Regions from separate parts of the Mus musculus genome. Here all the other regions are linked to region 1. The links are chromatin contacts, called in public Hi-C and HiChIP or PLAC-seq maps. All regions are on one chromosome and are shown on one strand. Each heading gives the region's core, a stretch centred on a gene start, on an enhancer-like site or on the middle of the called end of the contact. The rest is flanking DNA. Distances are from core to core; before and after follow the strand shown.

Region 1 (4,613 bases), core at 1,923-4,422:
CTAGGAGTTCAAAGTCAGCCTTAGCTACATATGAGTTTGAGGCTGGCCTGGACTGTAAGAGACACTGTCTCAAGAAAAGACACACGCACACAAAGACAATTACCAGGGAGTGTCCAACCTCGGATGAGTTTAACATACTCAAGGCAAAAGTCTTTTTGATGCATTTGGCCATGAATTGAGAAATTAAAGAGCCATTAAGCTTCAGTCAATATGTCAATGGCAGAGATCCAATTTGTCTTTAATGAAATGAGAAGGTTTTAATGATTCCAGGGCGTGTTGAGATTGCATGATAGTTTAATTTGACAACGTGCCAGGACCCTGTGACCTCCAGACAGATGGGTTCTAAAGTCTCTGCTGCTGGGGGCAGGGAGGTTCTCAGACCTTCTCTCTAGAAGGCAGGCCTTTCCAAGACTGTCAGTGACTGCTCTCCCCAGTTCTCACTGGTGAGTCTGATCCACAGCCACAGGAAGTACACGGTTGACATAGCATGACCCGTGGGGTTCAGAGTCAGTCTGCTCCCACTTCCCCCTCCGCCTGTCCCTCCTTCCTGTCCCTGCCGCCTGCCTGTGTCCGGCGGCTGCTATGAGAGTGCCTGTGATGAGGAATGAGTCCCAGGTTCAAACACACCAGGCTCTGCACCATTACAGCTTACTGTCACACCAGCGTGGAGGGCTGGATCCCTCCTCAAGCTGCAAAGAACTCCTTAGCCTCATTCATCCCAAACTCGGCGATGCTCTGTGTGCGAGAGCACTGGCGTGGATCCCCACACTTGGCTTTTCATGTGGGTGCTGGACACCTGTGCAGCAAGCAGTTCACCCCACTGAGCTATGCTAAAGAAAAAAAAGTCCCCAGACCAGTGAGATGGCTTGTTCAGTAGTTCTTCCACGGAGCCTGGTGATCTGAGTTTGCCCACTGGGACCCACTTGGTACGAGGAGAGAGCTGATTTCTTCAAGTTGTCCTCTGACCTCCACCTGTAACACACATGAGTATGGGGCACACACATACATACATACATGTAATTAAAATTTTTACGTTTCCAATGGAAATCATGTAATTATTTCCTGGACGAAGCCTAAGGTGAGAATCACTAAGAGATGACTTGTGACAACTACACAGACCATCTGGCCAAGTTACTTCCATTATTATTCTGTAAACGAGACTGTAAGCAATGCCGTGGTTTCCCCAGAGGTGCCGCAGCCGCTGGGGCAGGCCGGTGCGATGCATCAGCCGGCTCAAGCCTGTCTTAATCGACTCTTGCATGGATTTCTCTATTTGTTGCTCTCTGTGGAACTGTCCTTGTTCTGACAGTGGAGTTTGGTAGTGCTGGCAGTTACAGGATTGGATGGAAGTGGCCCCCGAGGCTGCTGTGGCACAGGTGTGTTCATTTGTGTGGCTCACTGGAGTGTGAAGGGGAGATGGGGTTTGAAGGATATCTCCTCCTCCTGCTAGTCAGAAGGGCAAGCTGCCCCTGGAGTTTGCCTGACCTGTCATCTCTAAGTGACTGTGAGTCCTTTCAATAAGAGGAAGGGGCTAGTCGGGTTTAGGTGAACAGTCTGAGAGTAAACATGGTCCCACGTAGGTTTTAGCATCCAAGAGGGACTTCTTTTGACATTGTGACATAGCATGTTCATCTACAAAGTTCACTATGGAGGACCCTGCCAAAATTTTCTATCGTAATCCCCTTGTGTTTTAAACAAGTCGCAACATGTTAGGTCACTCTCATGGCCATGCTTGGCCACGTGTGGTGTGCAGGCAGCAGTGGAAACACCTGGTGGACGTTCACACAGAAGCCTGGAGCCTGGTTCTCGTCTGAAACTCCTTTAGTCTGAACTCTTCTGACAGCCAGCAGACTGATGTCCAGACAGTCTAATCCCCAGAAAGATGATGCTGATCTCATGTCGGGGTGAATAGAGTGTCCCACATATCTTTTTTTTTTCCAAGACAGGGTTTCTCCGTGTAGCCCCGGCTGTCCTGGAACTCACTCTGTAGACCAGGCTGGCCTTGAACTCAGAAATCTGCCTGCCTCTGCCTCCCAAGTGCTGGGACTAAAGATGTGCACCACCACGCCCGGCAATGTCCCACATATCTCGTCTTCTCAACGGTTCTTATACTACTGGCTTTTTGGCTTTAACTCACTGACCCCCCCCCCAAAAAAAATATTAAGCACAGTCAGGTGATCCCCTTGCTGTTATTGATTTGGCTGCATTTGGCTGCATTTGGGAGGCCTCCCCACTGGACCTCACAATCCAATGTGGGGAGCAGCCTGCTTCTCAGGGGAAGGTAGAGAGATTGGATGACTTAGGAATCATCTTTCTGGTGTGGCTTGATGGATTCTGGGGGCCTTCTGTCTGCTAACATTAGAGAAGGATACACTTCAGGACTATCTCTACAGCATGGCTTGAAAGCCCTGAGAAGGCCTTGATAAGATCATCTTTGTCTCTGGTTGGAGAAGAGCAGAACTTGGGGCAGAACAGAGTGTGGTCTGGCACCGTGCTTTCTGGCACTGCATGTGTGTCACTTAACCATGCACAGAGGCTGAGAGGCCACCACGGGCAGGACAATGGGACGTGGCTCACCTGAAGAGCTTGAGATCTCATAGCTGAGATACAGAAAAAGCCCAGCGTCCTCTGATGGGGCCGAAAGCTTGAGGAGAGCCTGTGCGCCCTCCAGATTAGGAACTGTGTGCTCAGTGCCAATGGGAAACACACAGAGAGGCAAATATTTGCTTGAAGAGTGTCTTTCTGACACGCCAAGGTACGATTCTCCCCTGAAAAGCCAATCACTAGCTAACCCCAGTTCCGCATTAGAATCAGAGGAAAATGAACCCCCACAGCAAGAGACCCCTCGTTTGGTACATCCAGCGGAGATAATGTGACCAGCATGCAAGGCACAGAATACTGATAAGGCTGTGACAAGTCACGCTTAGACTCGGTGTCACATTCAGATGGTAGCTGAGAGATGAAAAGCAAACAGAAATTAATCCCCCTCCAGGAATCTCATACACATTCACTTAGCGCTAGCCTGCCGCTCAGCGGTCTGTCTCCCATTCTCCCCATTAATAACTATAATCAAATGTCCATGATCAGTTTCCACCAACCGGGTAATTGCTCTGGCTCCCCCATTCTCTGGGATGGGCAATGTGTTCACAAGATGGGGCAGTTGTGTAACCGTTCTGTCCATGCGAACTCCGGAAGTCAGCCGTGCCCTGCAGCTGTGAGTGTCAGCCCACTTGCTCTCTGTGGAGTGAAGGAAGGAAGTAATTTTATTGTGCTATTTTTAGACTTCAATTTAGATTTCAGCTGTTATGATACTCTGTGTGCCTGGATGGATAGAGATGTCTGCACACAATTCCTCGGTACAGTTCTGAGTTGGCCCTGGGCTCCAGCAGGTCCCAGATTTCTTCTCAGCCTGTGACCGCAGCAGTGCCCTGTCACAGTGACTTCCCCTCAGCTGAGACCTGTCGGGTCATAGGGTGATGGTGCCATCATGTACCCATAGTGCCTGGCAAACGGATGCTTCCTTTTACCTGAGGAGGCTCAATCTGTCCTCTCCTATACATGCCTAATGGGCACCCCACAATTCTCTGTAAGTAGACTCAGTTCATGGCTGTCTTGCAGTTTGAGACAGTTTTCTAGAGGCGGTGGATGAAAGCTCTGACAAGAGGGTTTCCTTTCTCACAAGCCAGAAGGATGAGGGCACTGGGCTGCCTTTGCCTCTGCCGTGGAAGATAGCTCTGAACCTCAGGAGAATTCCTAGGTCTCCAGCATTAGGAGTGAAGCTAGCCTGAAACACTAAGGGGTTCTTGGGTGTGTGCCAGACGTACCCGCCTGAGCCTGTTGGGTGTCAGGCACGTGTGTGTTGGCACCTGTGCCAATTCAGATCTCTGTGCCTGAGAACCAACCCTGTAGATATTGGAACACAGTGGCCATTAACCCACAACTTATTCATTACCGGCACAGTTTGTAGCACAAGCACCAACTGTGACATCATACACCACCACCTTGTACTATACAGGTCAGAAAAGCGGGATCCTAACGGGATTTCCCATGTGGCCTTATAGAGGGATCTGTGCCCATGGCCTCTTCTGCTTCTTCCTCTCCCTCCTCACCTCTCCTCTTCTCCCTCATCCACCTCCCCTTTCTCTTGCTTCTTCTCCCATCAAATCGCAGACTTCTTAAATAACCTGCCATGACCTGGATATCTATGCCCTGTCTCAATTAAAGTATTGATTCTTACTCCCCATTGGGGTGTGGCCTTCAGAAGTTATAACATTAGCATCTTTGCTCCTCCCACCATACAAGGACACAGCTAGATGTCGTCATCTACGGGACAGTGTACCCTCAGATTTTCTGATGCCTTGATCATATATACATTCAAACTTTAATATATGCATACATATATATCCAAAAACATCTAGATATTTCTGTTTTGTCCTTCTGAGCTGCTTAGAAAGCTCTCTCCCCCTTAGACATTGTAGAGATAATTTGAAATTTGAGTTTGGTTTGTTTGGGCTTGAGCAGTCAAGAAGCCAGACTGAATGGCCCTTCCATATTTATTCTGAGACTTTAAATTTTAATGTAGCCAATTCCACAACAATTACCACCAGGAAGGC
Region 2 (4,781 bases), core at 734-3,233, 190 kb after region 1:
CCTCTGAGGGTATCAGGCACCCATACAGTACACAGACATTCATGCAGGCAGAACATTTAAAAACAAAACTAAAAGCTTCTGAGAATAGCTGTGCGTGTAAAATGCGTGTGGGAACGCACAGACTTGCTATTCCCGTCCAGTGAGTGCGTTCACACGGCAGAGCTACCTTTATGAAGCTGAGATTTTAGGATATTCTGCGGGAGCGTGTCTCCTTCTATAGGTGTGTTTGTAGCCTGAATGACTTCAGATTATTGGCTGAGGCACCTCCACTCTGCATGGCCCTCCTCCTGGCTCTCAGGCTCCATGGAGGCTTCCCATACCGTTCCCTCATAGGCGGATGGAGGGATACTGATGGCCAGGATGGCAAAGTCTGACTTTTAATTACTTTTGTTCTTCAGTAAGTTGAGGACAGTGCAGGGGTCAAAGGGAGATTCACATGAGCCCGGTGGGAGGAGCTCACTGTTTCTCGTCGGCTGTTCTGGCACTGGATGCTGTGCAAGACTCAGACAGATCCAAAAAAGTCCAGCCGTTCTCGGTTGACTCTGTTATCTGCTGAGCAAAGACTTGGACAACTTCAGAAGTTGGCAAATCTGGTGTCATCGAAGGATGAGTTGGATGGGGGAGGGGCTCGTGTCCAGGAGTGAAAGTGTGTGATGTTTGGGACTAGGGGAGAGAGCTCAGCCAGGAAAATGCTTGCTGTGTGGGTAGGGGGCTCCACTGTACCCCCAGAACCCACAATAAAGTCAGGTGTGAGGAGCGGGTGTGGCAGCAGTCCCAAGATGGCGCCCGGGACTGCAGCTAAGTTTTATGACTTGCACCTGACTTCCTCATACACCTGAAAATAAGCCACGACCATCATGAGAGCTGCGCAGGTGCACCATGCTGCTGGCGGTGTAAACAAGTCCATATTTGGTGGAGACATGCCCCTGCCACCCTGATTGGCTGAAGCTGTGTGCCTGGTGAGGTGGCGTGGCCTGCCGTGAGTGGATGGGGGCTGAGAGTATATAAGCAGACCTCCCTGGGTGCCCGGGGTCCCCATAGCAGCATCGAGGCATTCCTGCAATAAAGGCTGTTGAGAAGAATCCGACCGTGTTGTGTCTTCCTTGCCGGCCGAGGTGGCCGCAACAGTCAGGGTGATGACGTGCAGATACTCCCAGGGTTGGAGTTTGCTGGCCAGCCCCCCCCCCGAGCAGTGAGAGGCTGGCCTCACAGCCCACAAGCCGGATGGCATCCGAAGCACATCAGATGAGGTTGTCCTCTGGCTGCCACACACATTACATGTTACCTACAAATGTGACATCTGAGGTGACACCTGCTGAAGTCTTGCATGTGCCTAATTTTCAGGCAGCTCAGCATCTGGCTTATTTGGAGTCTGCCAGTGAAAAGCAGGCGTGTTTCTCTGGTTTGGGTACACATCTACTACTGTTTTCTTTGCTGTGACAGTTATTTCCTGCTTTCTTTCCTCGGAGCAGGCCCCGGGCTTGTGTGCATCCCTAGAACGAGGTCCTGGTTTTTAGTTTCCACATGAAAACTTCACATGCATCGAAAGGACGGACCTAGATTCTTTCTAACGTGTAACCCACAGTCTGTGCAGGCAGCATTGCCTGGGGCCTCCCTCACCTCCATCTGGGATGCTAAGAGCGCAGGCTGACTCGGTTTCCAAGGATCCAGAGCTACTTAATGGTCTCCCGAGGCACAAACTGAATGAAGCAGAGCTGGTGTAGGATCCTTCAGAAACTTCTCACAAGTGCATTCATTTACAGTGAGGTGGCACAGTTGCCACTGGGGTCAAGAGGGACACAGAGGTTTGGCTAGATGATTCATCTCCAAGGAGATGGAGCTCTCCGTTTGACTGGAAGCACAGTCAGCTCCAAGAGGAACCTCCACAGCTTCCTTCTCCAAACCAGAGAATGAGCCGGTGCCTCCCTCCTCACTGAGGGTTGGCTCTGAGTCAGCTTCAGGAGTCTCAGGCTACTGTTTCGCAAGGGCACGTGACTTATCCAAACACTCTGCCACCATCACATGATTCTGTCTCCTAGCGCCTCTGCACAGGAGTGTTGGGATCACAGATGCCTGCCACTGCGTCCAGCAGTCTGTATGGGTTCCACAGACAGAGCTCAGGCCATCAGGTGTGAACGGCTAGTGCCGTTACCTGCTGAGCCATCTCCCTAGCCTGCATGCCTTCATGCTCACAGGCGGCCATCTCTCTAGTTGTAGGCTTTGCAGGTTAGAAGTTGTGGCGTCCATGGCCTGATGCCCTCCCTGGTGAATGACCTGTAATCAAACTGCATTTGGATGGACGGGTGGGGTCCTGGGCTGCTTCTACCTCATTGATAACCGAGCAGCTCAGCAAAACAGGCTTCTGCCGTTGCCCTTTGATGGCAACTTGTGTTTTTAATAAGCCTTCTCCGTAGTACAGGGGAAAAAAAACCCACTATGCTAATTACTTTCAACTGCCACAGACTGGGAAGGTTTTGACACACAACTGTTCACCCCACAAGGTGAGAAACAAGCACCTGCTTAATTATTCTGAAATCAAAGATATTTCCTTTATTGGCCTGATTCCAGTATCAGTTTGTAGGAGTGCGTCCTCACAGCAAGTTAACATGCGTGGTTAAGAGGTGTCGGTCACCAAGCCTGTTTAGCCCACTGCGAAGCTGTGCAGAGCTACCTGTACCCCAGGGGCAGGAAGCCATGGTTGGCTAACCTGGATACGGGGAAACATCACTTTTGAAAAGTAATGGACCACAGTCACCTTGCCTGTGTGTGAGGCATGGCTCAGGACTTGACAGATGACTCTACTCTGGTCTTAGACACATGAGGGAAGACTTAACAACCTCAAGAAGACACTGCTGTCTTGGACCACGGTGATGCGTAAAGTTGGGATGGCTCTCCAGCTGTTTTCATCTGGAGCCTTTATTTTCTCTAAGGCACGCTCACCCGACCTGCTTGGCTGCACTCTAAAGATCATACCTGCTCTAGATCAAAGACTTGGATCAGTTGTGCCCCAGGTCCTGGACAGACACATGGCTGTCATGGCTAAGCTTTCAAACATGTGGTTCCGGCTAAGTTTCTGCTACTGTTTTGTCTGTCGTACAACTGCCTTACAAACAACTCTGAATTCCTGGAGGAAACACCAACTTATAAGTTGGATGTGGTGGCACGAATCTGCAAGTCCAGGTCTCCGGTGCTGAGGCAGGAAGACTGAGCTCAGGCAAACCTGGGTTGTATACACACACACACACACACACACACACACACACACACACACACACAGTGAGCCCAGGCTTAAAACCAACTGACTAATGAGGAAGCTTGAGCAAGATTTCACCCCAAGTCGAAGTTTATCTGCTCATACAATGGGAAACACCAGAGCCTTCTGAGGACAGACACTCTCGGGGTCAAGGGGACCTGGAGCTGAGAGAGTCGTGTATGTGACACCTTCTGAGGATGGACACTCTCAGGGTCAAGGGGACCTGAAGCTGAGAGAGTCGTGTATGTGACATGTAGTAGTGAATCCCTAGCCCTCTGAACCAGCAGGAGACTAAGAGGTGGCTAGACAGTCCTGAATATGGACCAGGGTCCGAAATGAGCCCACAGGGATGACCGACATGTCACAGTCCACACAGACAGGCAACACTGCTTCTGATGTTGACTTCTTTTGAACATTTATTAAAAAAGCAAAATGTATGTTCATCTCAAATATAACAGTTAAAAATGGAGAAGCAATACAAACAACGTGTTAGCCAGCAGCATCCGGTCCTCAGCTCGCCCACCTGCTTCAGTCAGGTCCAGGTGAGCTCAGTCACTGCCTGCCTGCCTCCCGCCTTACAGCTAGCGCAGGTGAAACAAAAATCATATAAAATTAACAAGTTAGGGTTAAATAAGCTTAAATAAGAGTGTTAAATACAAGACACTTTATCAGAGGTTCTGTACAAAGATAAACAGATCTGGTGTCGGACACAGGATCCTGCTGGCACTCAGCATCGGGGGCTCTATCGGGGAGGGTAGACTGACTGACTGCAGCAGAGCAACTACAAGAAAGCAAACTACGCGCGCAGGAGTGACTACTGACAGGTCCAGCCGTTCACAAGGCATATGCATCTCTTTTAAAAAAAATTCAGAACACTGTTAATATTCAGGCACCGTTTGTTCCTGCAAATAAATACGTCTCTACAGCAACAGCGTTCGTGCTAGTGTTAAACTTCAGGGTCCGTCTCTGACAGAGCTCTGCAGACCGCCTACTGCGTGCCCTTCTTATTGCTATGATAATGCGGCTGTGGAAATAAAACTACTGTACATCCGAAAAATAGAGCACCTTTAACATTAAAGTACATGTCTGATTCTCGTCTCCATAGTTATTTTACAGCCCTACAGCCCTGCCATAGTCCACTGGCTTAGCATCTCTGCAGGTCACCTGCCTAGGTTCTCTCCCCACAGGAAGGAGACCCGAGCATCGTCAGGGAAACCACTCGGCTACAGGCTGTCAGCATCCACCAGCAGTTACATTCATCTTCTGCTGCAGCTATGCGGGAGTCCAGGCCCCTGACCTGCCTGCTGGGGTGAGTAGAGACACAGACAGACAGTGAGACATCTACCTACAGGTGATGGAAAGCACATGTAAAAACTGCTTTGCTGACTTGGAAGGGACCACGGGTAGGCAGGGTGGCAGGCAGGCAGGCCGACCAGCCCGTGGTCCCAAGGTGAGGAGCAGCGAGCTGATCAGGCCTTCTTGTCAATGGTGCTAAAAAACCACTCGGTGAACTTGCGCAGCTGGGCTG
Region 3 (4,799 bases), core at 589-3,088, 230 kb after region 1:
CAGAATTTTCTTCCTGTTTCTCATTTCCCATTCTTCCCTCTTCCTGTACTTCAGGGAGTCAGGCGACAGACAAAGGCATGGTGCACGAAGCTTTAATTTTATAGAACACTGTGAGAACAATCAGTTTGGCTCTAGATAACCCATGGAAATCTCTGCTGCCCTGTGTCACATGGAAATGTGGACCCTTGTCAACAAAGCACAAAGAATCACAGGAGCCAGATGTACAGCCTGGAGTTTCATTTCCATTTTTATTGGACATATTTACTAAATTCGCAATGTGTGGCAAGTCATGCATGGCTCTGGAGAGTCATTACTTCTCAGACAGCGGCCTTTGAAGGATGCCTTTCCCCTAAAATGTCACTGACTGAATGCGAGGGTTAGGGGTGGGGCCTGATCTTTGAAAAACAGAAAAAGATCTTTAAATAGAACAAAACCAAAACCCAACAACTTTGTGTGTGTAAATGTGGGTGGGTGGATGCATGTGGGCCACGGTGCCCATATGAAAGTCACAGGACAACCCTGGGTGTCTATTCTCACGGTCCACCTTGAAACGGGGGTCGCTGATGCACAGCAGACTGGCAGGCCCTGAACTTCTGGGGCTTCCTAGCTCTGCCTCCCGTCTTGCCAGAGGAACGCTGGGCTTCCAACCTCCCAGGGCTGCTCTCCTGTGGGCCTAGGGATCTAAACTCAGGTCTGCATACTTCCTGGCAAGCCCTGCACCTACTTAGTAATCTCAGTCAGAAAGACCTTAATCAGGCAGCCCAGGGAGTGGCAGCACTTCCGGCCCAGTAGCCAGAATGAGCCCATTCCTCAGCTCATTTCCATTTGAAGAGTCATCCCCGGTGCTCCGGGTCGCTCCCGAGATGGGCTAGAATTTACTCAAGGGTCCTGGCCCAGCAGGAGATTCCTTAATGAGCTTCCCCCACCAACTCCATCAAGAAACCAAAAGTGGCCCTGGTTTCTTTCAACTGGGAGCAGGGTGGAGGCAGGCAGCTGGACTGTCCTTGAGGCTCAGAAATGACTTCAGAGCAGGCGTGGCTTTTGATTCACACAAACACACCAGCTCCACACAAGACTTCAGTCAACTCTGTAGTGAAGGGTGGAACCAGGCAGGCATCACTGACCTGAGGACAGCCAGAAGTGCCCATTAACCTGAAGGCCCCTCAGGCTGCAGGAGGAAGCAGATGGGTTCTCAAATTATTTCTCACTGATATCCTGTAAGAGTATTACTGAGCTAATCTATCTATCTATCAATCAACCTATCTATCTATCTATGAATGAATGAGGCACTTTCTCATTCAGAGAGGCACAGCACTGAGGTAAGATTCCTTATAATTAGCTAGTTTTGCCGTGTCTGTCACCCTCATAGAACTTGCACAGAGGCCCACTACATAGTAAAAAATCACACAGATGTGTGCACATGCACATAACTGCTCATTTAACTCCTTTCCTTCCTGACAGGCTCTAAGAGCCAATTTATGAAAGAAGATGGAGGTAATTTTCCACACCACAAATCAAATGTGATGTCAGAGCCTCAGGCAAATCCTGTATCCTTAACTATAGGACCATGAAACCAATGTAAGCTGCCCTTAAAGAGAGTTTTCAGTTTTATTTAAAAGGTTTATTATTTATTGGTGTGCATGTGCATGCATACGTAAGCTGGGAAAGCAGCTTGGTACTTGCCTAGCATTCCTGAGGCCTCTAGCAACATGCACACAGGAGCATGTGTGAGACACATACATGAACTCCCTCTTTCTAACATAACAGAGTACTACAGGGCCTGACTGTACTGGGGCATGGCTGGGACACCCAGAGCAGCACTTCCTGCATAGCTAAGAGCTGGTGTGACAGGGCTGCAGGCAGAGGACTTCTGACTACAGCACATACCATTCTCAGGGCCCATCCCCATCAGAAGTGAAAGTGAATCAGGAAGAATGAAAACACTAACTTTAAAAAAGCTCAATGGAGAGTCCTGCTTGATGTGTGCTGGGTTGGTTCCTTCCCCAGAGGTGAGAACAGAGAGAGGGCAGCTGAGCAATGTAAGGAGAAGACTGTGTGCTCTGGGAAGGGCATCAACAAAGGCGAAGTCTCTGAATAAATATCCTGGCTATTTTCAATTGCACTTAAAACAAAGAATTAATTATAGGCAGATCCAGGCAGATAAGAAAGCCTCTTTGGAGGAAAAACATGCTCTTGAGGAAAAGACAGCAGCAAAAACATCCACTCTGTAGTTTTGTTTATTTGTTTTAGCTGAAAAACAATTCAATATTCCTTAGGAAATTCTATTCTTTGAAATCATGTGCTCAAAATACCAGGCATAATGAGAATGTTACTATTTTTATTATCTAACGTTCTTAAAAGCTTCTAGAGTTTCTTACAGAGCAACAGCAGACCAAACCTATATCAGGTCTGGAAACGTTTTCACTCATCTCTGCAGTTGTCTTGTCTCCAGGAGAAACTGAAGACCTGACCCTTGCTGACAGAGGAGGCACACATCTGTATTCCCACCACAGATGCCCTTAAAAGTTGCTGTCAAAGACGTTCACTTACAGGCCACGTCAGCTTCTATTCTAGGAAGGCCGAGAGGAAGCTTAGCTCTTACTCAATTTGACTTTTGTTTTATGAAATAGTTTTTTATCTTCCATTGTGGCTTCTTTATCTTAAGTTTGGCTCATGGGGTCCTGGGACAAGGCGGTAGGGTCTAATGGGCAGAGTCTGGAAATGTGAGGTTATGAGAAACTCCTTGTGAGGGCTTTACAGGAGTCGGACCTTTAACACCAAGAAGGATTTCAGCTCTTTTTAAACCTTTATTTTATAAACCTATTGGCAAATGTAGGAAACATGGCCACTGAAAGACCAGGGGGCTAGGGCTGGAGCTCAAGGGTGGAGTCCACGCCTAGTGTGCACAAGGCCTCTGGTTCTATCCACAGCATCACAAAAACAAACCCACCAGGCTGGGAGCCAGTGCTAAGTAAGTTCAATCTAACAGACTTTACAAACTCTGGCATCTTAACCACCGAGACCAAGATGACACAGAGCGGAGTGGTTTGTTTTCTAAAAGATCCCCATTTAGGGATGAGCTCCCCAAAGGGGCGGCCATTAGAGCCACCTGTGGTTAATTAAGCTGATTTAATTAAAGTGAAAAATTCAGCCATGCTTCAAGTGTGTGGCAGCTGCATGCAGCTTGGGCATGGCACAGATGCGACCAGGCGTGTGCCCCTATGAGGGAGGAGAAAGGAGACCTTTGTGTCCTGAGTCCAGAAGGTAGATACAGCCAATGCACTGTCCTCATAAAAATGTCCCCTTTGATATGACAGGAATTTGTTGGGGAAGAGCAGCGGGGAGGGGCCTGGGAGGGAAAACTGCAGCTGCGATGTAATATATGAGAGAAGAATAAATTAATTAAAAAGTGACAGAAACTTGAGCGAATTTAAAGCAATCGTCTTTCCCCCTCAACTGAAATGTAGAGCAAACACTAATCATGCTGGTAAGTTCTGAGTACTCTGAGGGATCAGGGTCCCTGTGGTGCAGATGTGAAAGGAACTTTAGGACTCCTTCCTTCCCCATGACCACACAGCAGGGCCCTGACCTCAGCCTCCTGCATCCTCCCAGCAGGTAAACTCTGGGGCCTGCCTCATGACTAACCGGATGGAGACAGACACAAGCTGCATGGCCACCAGAGCCCACACACCTGTACTAAAAGAACCACACGAAAGTAAAACGTCAAGGTTTGAAACTCACCTATGACTCTCAGCAGTTCTTGCTGAGGATGCAGAGGTTGGACAGACCTAGTGGTGTCACCTTAAGGCTGAGTGCCACGACCATCTGTCTGCAGCAGACAGACAGACCACTCCCACACCTATGCCTGTCCCTTCCTACCACCTATGTGCAGATGCCCTGTCCCTGTTGGACACCTCTGAGGCTTCAGTGTGAGAACAGCATGGCCCCCAGAATCTGCCTACAGTCTCACATTGCTCCAGACAGGCCCTGCCTTGTTAGCTACTCATCCTGATTTGAGCTGTGCAGGCTGTGAAGGTTGTGCACACTCAGTCTCAATAGGTCAGGTGAGCCAAATGGACCCACCCCCTGGTCTTGGTGACTCAGTCTCACAGTCAATATCTGGTGTCACTCTTTAGCGCACCAATGGTGCATGCCACATGCTCATCTGAAACCCTTTAACTAGTGCGCCAATGGCTCAGGTGTCCACTGACAGCTCACCAGCTCTCTGAGGATCCTGCAGGCAGGCAGGAATGTCCCTGGTGACAGTGCACACTGCCCAGCCTCCTGGTCTTACCTGCGGGGAGAGCCATCCTCGTGGGGCTGGATGATAACTACTTTCACAGTCACAGATGTCCGCAGTAAGTCAATCATCTGCTCGTGGGTCAGCGTGGCCACAGCCACCTTGCAGATCTCCACAAGCCGGCTCCCTTGGCGAAGGCCTGCCTTCCAGGCAAAGCCGAAAGGTTCCACATCGGCAACAATTCCTTCAAAGTTCACATGGAAGCCAAGCTGACCCAGCCCGTTTCGTCTCAGGGTCATTTCCACAGTCTCGCAGCCTCTTGTTACTATCTGAGGGGAGGGAAGCTGTTAGGCAGGTTTGATCTTTCTCCCTGGATACCACAGATGGGATCCCACTGGGGACCACCTGCACATATCTAAGCAAGCCCCTCTCCCCTTTGGCTCTATCCTCAGCCACCCCTCTGTCCCTTCAAGTGACCTGGAAGGTATCTGAATCCAAAGTTCACCATGGTTGCCCTTGACAAAGAACAACAGAACCAAAGCTGGGTTTTACCCTGGCT

Evidence for each region. Hi-C and Micro-C count contacts between places; a contact is called where the count stands out from the background. HiChIP or PLAC-seq counts read pairs in DNA pulled down with a chosen protein or histone mark.
Region 2: a contact with region 1 is called in an H3K4me3 HiChIP or PLAC-seq map of bone marrow-derived macrophages, with 2.4 times the contacts expected there. The contact joins two enhancer-like sites. A contact is called at or near these places in 3 of 39 promoter capture datasets (cranial neural crest, frontonasal cranial neural crest and maxillary cranial neural crest), 1 of 484 Hi-C or Micro-C datasets (bone marrow-derived macrophages) and 7 of 115 datasets of contacts at active chromatin or transcription factors (bone marrow-derived macrophages, double positive thymocytes, embryonic basal ganglia and 4 more).
Region 3: a Hi-C map of bone marrow-derived macrophages shows a contact between it and region 1, with 23 read pairs. The contact joins two enhancer-like sites. A contact is called at or near these places in 8 of 39 promoter capture datasets (the C10 cell line, cranial neural crest, embryonic stem cells and 4 more), 3 of 484 Hi-C or Micro-C datasets (bone marrow-derived macrophages, forebrain and nephron progenitors) and 4 of 115 datasets of contacts at active chromatin or transcription factors (VIP interneurons, astrocytes, embryonic basal ganglia and 1 more).

The regions. Positions count from the first base shown.
Region 1 is chr8:125,224,134-125,228,746 of GRCm38.p6, forward strand. All of the region lies in intron 10 of Disc1 (disrupted in schizophrenia 1), which reads left to right. Among named protein-coding and RNA genes, the nearest start is that of Gm30713, 160 kb to the right of the region's middle. Within about 2 kb of position 3,173, at least 74 of the 459 cell types and tissues checked have an H3K27ac peak or open chromatin away from gene starts, as enhancers often do. A contact at or near this core is called in bone marrow-derived macrophages, where this site is marked.
Region 2 is chr8:125,414,423-125,419,203 of GRCm38.p6, forward strand. It overlaps Sipa1l2 (signal-induced proliferation-associated 1 like 2), which reads right to left. Exons shown (of 22, transcript NM_001357372.1): 22 at 3,646-4,781. The coding sequence ends at 4,723. Among named protein-coding and RNA genes, the nearest start is that of Gm30713, 31 kb to the left of the region's middle. Within about 2 kb of position 1,984, at least 52 of the 459 cell types and tissues checked have an H3K27ac peak or open chromatin away from gene starts, as enhancers often do. A contact at or near this core is called in bone marrow-derived macrophages, where this site is marked.
Region 3 is chr8:125,459,858-125,464,656 of GRCm38.p6, forward strand. Sipa1l2 (signal-induced proliferation-associated 1 like 2) reads right to left here. Exons shown (of 22, transcript NM_001357372.1): 10 at 4,295-4,569. Among named protein-coding and RNA genes, the nearest start is that of 4930566D17Rik, 60 kb to the right of the region's middle. Within about 2 kb of position 1,839, at least 97 of the 459 cell types and tissues checked have an H3K27ac peak or open chromatin away from gene starts, as enhancers often do. A contact at or near this core is called in bone marrow-derived macrophages, where this site is marked.